Linked DNA regions of Mus musculus: region 1 is linked to region 2. A link is a contact called in public promoter capture Hi-C data. All regions are on one chromosome and are shown on one strand. The core of a region is the stretch at or near the end of the contact, and the rest is flanking DNA. Distances in the headings are between cores, read along the strand shown.

Region 1 (2,827 bases), core at 38-2,537, 790 kb after region 2:
AATAGATCCTTGTATCAAACAAGAGGGACACTTCTTCTATAGTAAGCCCTGTCTAAATGTCTGAAATCAAGAGGAGCTATTAGACATGCCACTTTAAGACTAGAAGAACACTGGGTGGTCAAGAAGAGAAAGAAACAGATTATGAAATGGATTAATGGCTCAGCAGCAGAACTGGAAAAGCTAATCCAATGTCATTGAGTCCTGGGCCTTTTAAATGTGACGTAGGCTGGGCATGATAAACATGGTAACTAACGGTCCCACCTATACCAAAAGCACAGATATACAAGGATTTGATTTTTGATCTGATTTCTTTAAAGGTACATAGCTGGTTGAAAAGAAAGGTAAGGAGATTTGGAGGCTGAGCTCCACTTATTAAAAAACAGGAAGAATTTGCTTCCACATATATCACCCATGGGAGGACTCTCAAGGGATGCTTACTGGTAAAAGTTAGGAATGTAACTGTTATTGCCAGAGCTTTCTTCCCCAAAGATTGTTCAGGAACTTATTAGTGCACAACTATTTCAGTCTGGGGAGAGCCTCCAGCCATCAACAGCTTGGGAAACCTGTAGTAGTTGAGGGTCATCCATCATGACTCCATCCCAAAGAGCATCTCATTAACACACAACCTTCTTCCATAGAACATTATAGTGATAGAAATTCAGTGCCCAAAAGACAGGACTCAATGCCCCGAGCCAGGATTCTCTGACCTTTTCAGATCAGGAGTTCCCATCGTGCCTCCAAAATCTGCCCCGCCCCCCCCCCAACTGTCAGATCTGGATTTCCCCTTTAAATGTCATCCTCATCTTGCTCTAGAATAAACATGGGCTTTAAGGTACAAAGGCTTCCATCCGTCAAAGAGCTACACCTTCTTCACCCCACAAACTTGGAGCCCCCTCAAATCCTCAGCGGTGTGGAACAGTTCATCTCACAAGGCAGCATGGCATGGTCTCTCCACTTCTCAGACAAGCCCTCCCCAGATTCTTCTAAACTGGGGGCTCCTTCGGATCCTCATACCCCAAAGTCAGATCCCTAATCCCGAGGTTCTCATCTCGGGCACCAGCTCCCCCCAAATCTCCACCTTAGTGGTTTTGACGCCCTTCTCAGGGACGGGCTCCATACCATAGTCCTAAATTCCGTGGCAGACGACAGACTCGTGACCGGTCCCTCTAACGGTCCCTAGAGAACCAAGGCCCGCGGCCAGTGGGAGGGGCGGGGCCCGAGTCGGGGGCGGGGCCTGGCACGCGGGGCGGGGCCTGGCGAGCAGGGGGCGGTCTCGCGAGCCGCGGCAGGTGAGCGGCGGGCGCGAATGGCGGAGCAGTGGGATCTGGACGAGGAGTGCCTCCGCCGCCTGGGGGCGCTGACCCTGGAGCAGCCGGGTAGGGCCGGGAGGGTGTGGATCTGGAGCGTGGCTCAGAGGCTGTGAGGAAAGTATGGTGTGTGTATGTAGTCTTGGGAGCCCCAGGCAGAGGTAAAGAAGGAACTGCAGAGGAGCGCGGTTCCTAAGGCGAAGAAGAAAGAGGCAATCGAGGCAGAAAGGGTGACACTGAGGTGCAGAGGCTGAAGTAATAGGAGAGTCTAAGGCAGAGGGTGAGGCATTGAAGGAGAGGAGGAAAGGACCCCTGTGTGGCAAGGGACATTATTTGACAGAAAGAAAGAAGTCTCCACTAGTAGGAGGACATGGATGTTGGTGAGAGAGGGAAGAGTTGAGATGGGCGACTGTGGTGGTGCGCGCTGTTGAGATTAACAAGGGAGGTTAACTTGGGCAGTTTCTTAAACTTCCCGCCTAGGAGGACTTTTCAAGTTGGGTGCATTGGGAAAGGACACCCTATTCCGTTATCCTCTGTGAAGAACTTCCAGACCAAAGCCTTTCTTTGATCAATCTTTTAAAAGCTCCAAGAGGCTGTGTGGGAACTACTAAGCGATCCATCGGTCTTGAGCCCAGTGCTGTGCCCTGCCTTCCTCCTGAGAGAGCTAACCTCTGACAGGGCTGACAAGCTTGCTTTCTAAGTGTCTAAGGAAGAAGAGCGCTGGGAAAGCCTTCAGTATTCCTAATAAAACTCTTAGCTCCCTAGGAAGTTAGTGATGTCGTTATCGCCACTCGTTGGGTTAAGTGCCTTACCTGCATTTAATGTCTTATGCTGTCATGGTTCCCATTTTACAAATCAATAAAATTAGCTTAGACTCTTGCCCGGAGTCACAGCGGATGGTACAGACAGGGTTAATTAATCCAGGACTGATTCCAAAGTCTGTGCTAAAACCATAACAAATACCGAGAAGTCGAACAGGTATTAATCTTTTTTTCTGTAATCAAAGATAATAGTTTGATGAATGTATATTTATGTACACACATACAAGGTCTCATCATGTGGCTCAGGCTGGCCTCAAACTTGACACTATGCCCAGTTGTATGCAGTTCTGAGGAACCAAATCTAGGGCTCAGTGCATGCTAGGCAAGCATTCTACCAACTGGACAACATCCTCAGCCCAGCGTAAATTTTCTTTTTCTTTTCTCTTTTTCTTTTCTTTTTGTTTTGTTTTGTTTTGTTTTGTTTTTCGAGACAGGGTTTCTCTGTGCAGTCCTTGCTGTCCTCTATATACCAGGCTGGCCTTGAACTCAGAAATCCACCTGCTTCTGCCTCCCAAGTGCTGGAATTACAGGCACGTGCCACCACTGCCCAGCCTGTAAATTTTCTTTTTAAAACTACTGTGAATTCTATTTTACAAGTCAGATAAAATAAACATCCTTGGCTTGGTACACATCTGTGTCTTCCCTTCCATTAAAATATTTTTAATTAATTAATTAGTTAGTTAATTAATTAATTGGTTT
Region 2 (3,047 bases), core at 277-2,776:
ACTCAAAGCTCAGCTCTTCTCTGGGACTAAAATCTTGTTAGTTGCTTACACTAATCCATGCACTGTCTAGGAAGCAAGACTCATAGGAGATTCAAATCAGGGAAGAGAACTGGACCAATTGGCAGGAGAAGCATGGTATTGGGGGGGGGATGGGAAGCCACCCCACATTCCGGCTTACCTTGAGTATGTAAAAAGGGAAATTTCCACCATAGTTTTCAGGGACTTCTGTGTGCAGGCTTTCTGCAGGCTGGGCCTCAGTGGTGAAAGCCTGTGGGGGAAGTTCTTACCGTGTTCCTTAGACACAGACTCCTTCTCCCTGACCCACCAGATCTTAGTCTGTCCGCCCCCTGGTCTTAGGCTTCCTGCTTCCATAGCAGGCCCATAGTTATGACTTTGAACTCACAACTCCCATACTACTCTTATGGCCAGTGTCAGGAGTCTAGTGGGACTGGGGACATGGGTGCTAACCCCTAAGTTTGAGATCTGAAGAAAGAGACAGGGCCCAACTCACCTGAATAACAGAGAGGTAAAGTAGCCACGGCCGGGCAGAGATCATGGTCAAGGCAGACCTGAGGGACATGGGAATGAGAATTTAGGTCAGAAGGTCAAGAAGAAGGGTTCTACCCTGTATATACAGGCAGAGGGACCTCAGTATGGACTAGTCTCCTCCCTGCATGTTGCAAATGTTCAGCTTCTCAGTCAGTCCAAGTAAGGCCCAACAATCCTGCTTCTTCGATCTTGCTCTTATAAACAGCACCATAGAGGTTTTCACTTCCAAACCCCTTTCTCCTTCTTGCCATCTCCCCCCACCCCTCATTAGCACCCAGATTCCCAAAGTGACAATTATTCAGCAGGCCACCAATCACAGAAATTAGCAACTGGACAGACAGCTATCATTTCTGAGGACAGAGTTCCGTGCTTCATGTAAGGCCTGAATGGCAGGGCCTGACCAAGGTCACAGAGGATTCCACACAAGACGATTCCTTCAGCAACAGAAGACTTGTAGCTCAGGCCTTGGGGCCTATTGAGTTTCTCAGTGCCACCCTCCAGATACCAGACTGCCCCTAATGCAGAAACTTTTGCAGATCTCAGCAGGAAGTTAAGAATGTGCAATGTTAACACACACACACACACACACACACACACACACACACACACACACACACACACGACTGCAAGATGGATCCCTGAATATTCTTACCCAGATATCTGAAGGATAGGGCAGTGCCCCTACTCCCAACCTCAGTCCTACCCACCCAAGAGCTCTCAGGCACTCACCTTCAGATGCCCAAAGCCTCTCCCTTGGTCCAGTTTCCAGGAGAAAGGAATCCTTCTTCAGGGAGCTCTGGCAAATTTGGCTTAGGTGGGGCGAGGCAAGGTGGACACTTGAGCAGGTAGGCGGTCTGGCCGTGCTTGCTCAGGAGTGGAAAATGCCACCGGGGCCCACAGGAGCAGGCCTGGCCCCGCCTAGTCCCCCCAAGTTACTTATTGACTTTGGAGAGCCAGATCTGCTCAGCATCCGTGACTGCCAGCCCTAGGAGGTGGGCAGCTCTTGGTCTGTCACTGCCCCCTTGACACAGCCCAATGAGCACTTGCTGGCCCTCTGGGCTTAGACATAACTTCTGTGTGTGTGTGTGTGTGTGTGTGTGTGTGTGTTCAGACTTGGCTCCCACTTCTCCTCTGTGCAGTGGCATCTGTAGCCAGATCTCTCCAGATATTGTTCCTTGTGCCTGGAATGCTCTTCCCACCTTTCTACAGGACAGTAAGTACCTGCTTACGCTTTAGCAACAAGCACTAATAACCCCTTCTTCAGGAAAGCCCTTACATTCACAGGCTGGATTAGGCTCCCCCACTCCATACCATGAACTGCCTCTACGGATGCCCAGAAGACACCAGCTTGTTTCTCACGTATTAGCTTCGGAGTTCCTCTGAGTAGGCTATGACCTTGTCCTGCCCCAAGTGGCCCGTGGAGCTAAGGAAAGGACTGGGAGTGTAACCCAAAGGGCAGCTGACCCCAAGTGTGTGTTCGGAGCTCTAGAACATTCATCAGTGAGACCAGTGGGTGGGACAGAAGCCTAGAGGTCCCCCTGAAGCTCTCCTAGCCTCACATGGTCTCCTGAACACAGATAAGGGTGAGGCTCTGACCTGTCTCATGTCTCTAAGCAGAAAAGAGAAGACCGAGCCAGCTCAGGTGACTTTGAGGGAGTTACAGGGCTGACCAGGGCCTCCTCACCTCCCCCTGTAAGGCCTGAAAGGCAGACCCAGCAGAAACCTTGTTTTCTGGGAATCTCAGATGAGGGTACAGAGTATGAAGACCCTGGTCTCCCTCCTCTCACTTTCCTTCCATGTTTTGGGGTCTCCCCCGAGGACTGCTCATGGTATATCTGGTCAGCATTCCAGATGGAAGCGGGACTGGGACAAGCTGAGTGTCTGTTTTAGGATCACTGAGGCACTGAGCCTAGGTTAGTGCTATATGTGGGGTTGTTGAAGGAGGTCTCACACATACTGAGTGCCTACTAACCAGCACCCAGAACTTCTGTGAGCACATATCGCTGCTATCCCACCCACTCATTCTGAAGAGGGAACTGTCCCCTTGTCATACCCCTCTGGGGTACAGAGAGGCTAAGCCGTTTGCCCAAGGCGCCTGGGTTTCTTTTTCAGGTTTGGGGACCTTCCCATGGCAGAGCAAGCTTTCCTCATCTCTCTCTCTCTCCCTCTCTCCCTCTCCCTCTCCCTCTCCCTCTCCCTCTCCCTCTCCCTCTCCCTCTCCCTCTCCCTCTCCCTCTCCCTCTCCCTCTCTCTCTCTCTCTCTCTCTCTCTCTCTCTCTCTCTCTCTCTGTGTGTGTGTGTGCGCACACACACACACAGTAGAAGCTTTGAGCAGTTACTTCCTGGGGGAGGATGTGGGGGGGTCTCCGAGGTTCCCTTGAACACACATTGAGGAACTACGATCTTCAAACATCTTTTTGATATTGAGTGAGGTGTAACAGGGTTCTAACTAGGTCTCAAGGGCTCCCAAGAGTTTGTGGAATGAAGAAACACGTGGG

The links. Promoter capture Hi-C pulls out the DNA fragments that hold promoters and counts their contacts.
Region 1: a promoter capture Hi-C map of pre-B cells shows a contact between it and region 2, with 4 times the contacts expected there. The contact joins the promoter of Lrrc36 here to the promoter of Cdh16 in region 2.

The regions. Positions count from the first base shown.
Region 1 is chr8:105,412,335-105,415,161 of GRCm38.p6, forward strand. Lrrc36 (leucine rich repeat containing 36) reads left to right here and starts at 1,288. Exons shown (of 14, transcript NM_001170788.1): 1 at 1,288-1,376. The coding sequence starts at 1,307. It overlaps Kctd19 (potassium channel tetramerisation domain containing 19), which reads right to left and starts at 1,168. Exons shown (of 16, transcript NM_001301173.1): 1 at 1,120-1,168. The coding sequence starts at 1,122.
Region 2 is chr8:104,622,870-104,625,916 of GRCm38.p6, forward strand. It overlaps Cdh16 (cadherin 16), which reads right to left and starts at 1,527. Exons shown (of 18, transcript NM_007663.3): 1 at 1,279-1,527; 2 at 512-569; 3 at 179-268. The coding sequence starts at 556. Gm51588 (a long non-coding RNA gene) reads left to right here and starts at 1,500. Exons shown (of 2, transcript XR_003947593.1): 1 at 1,500-1,762.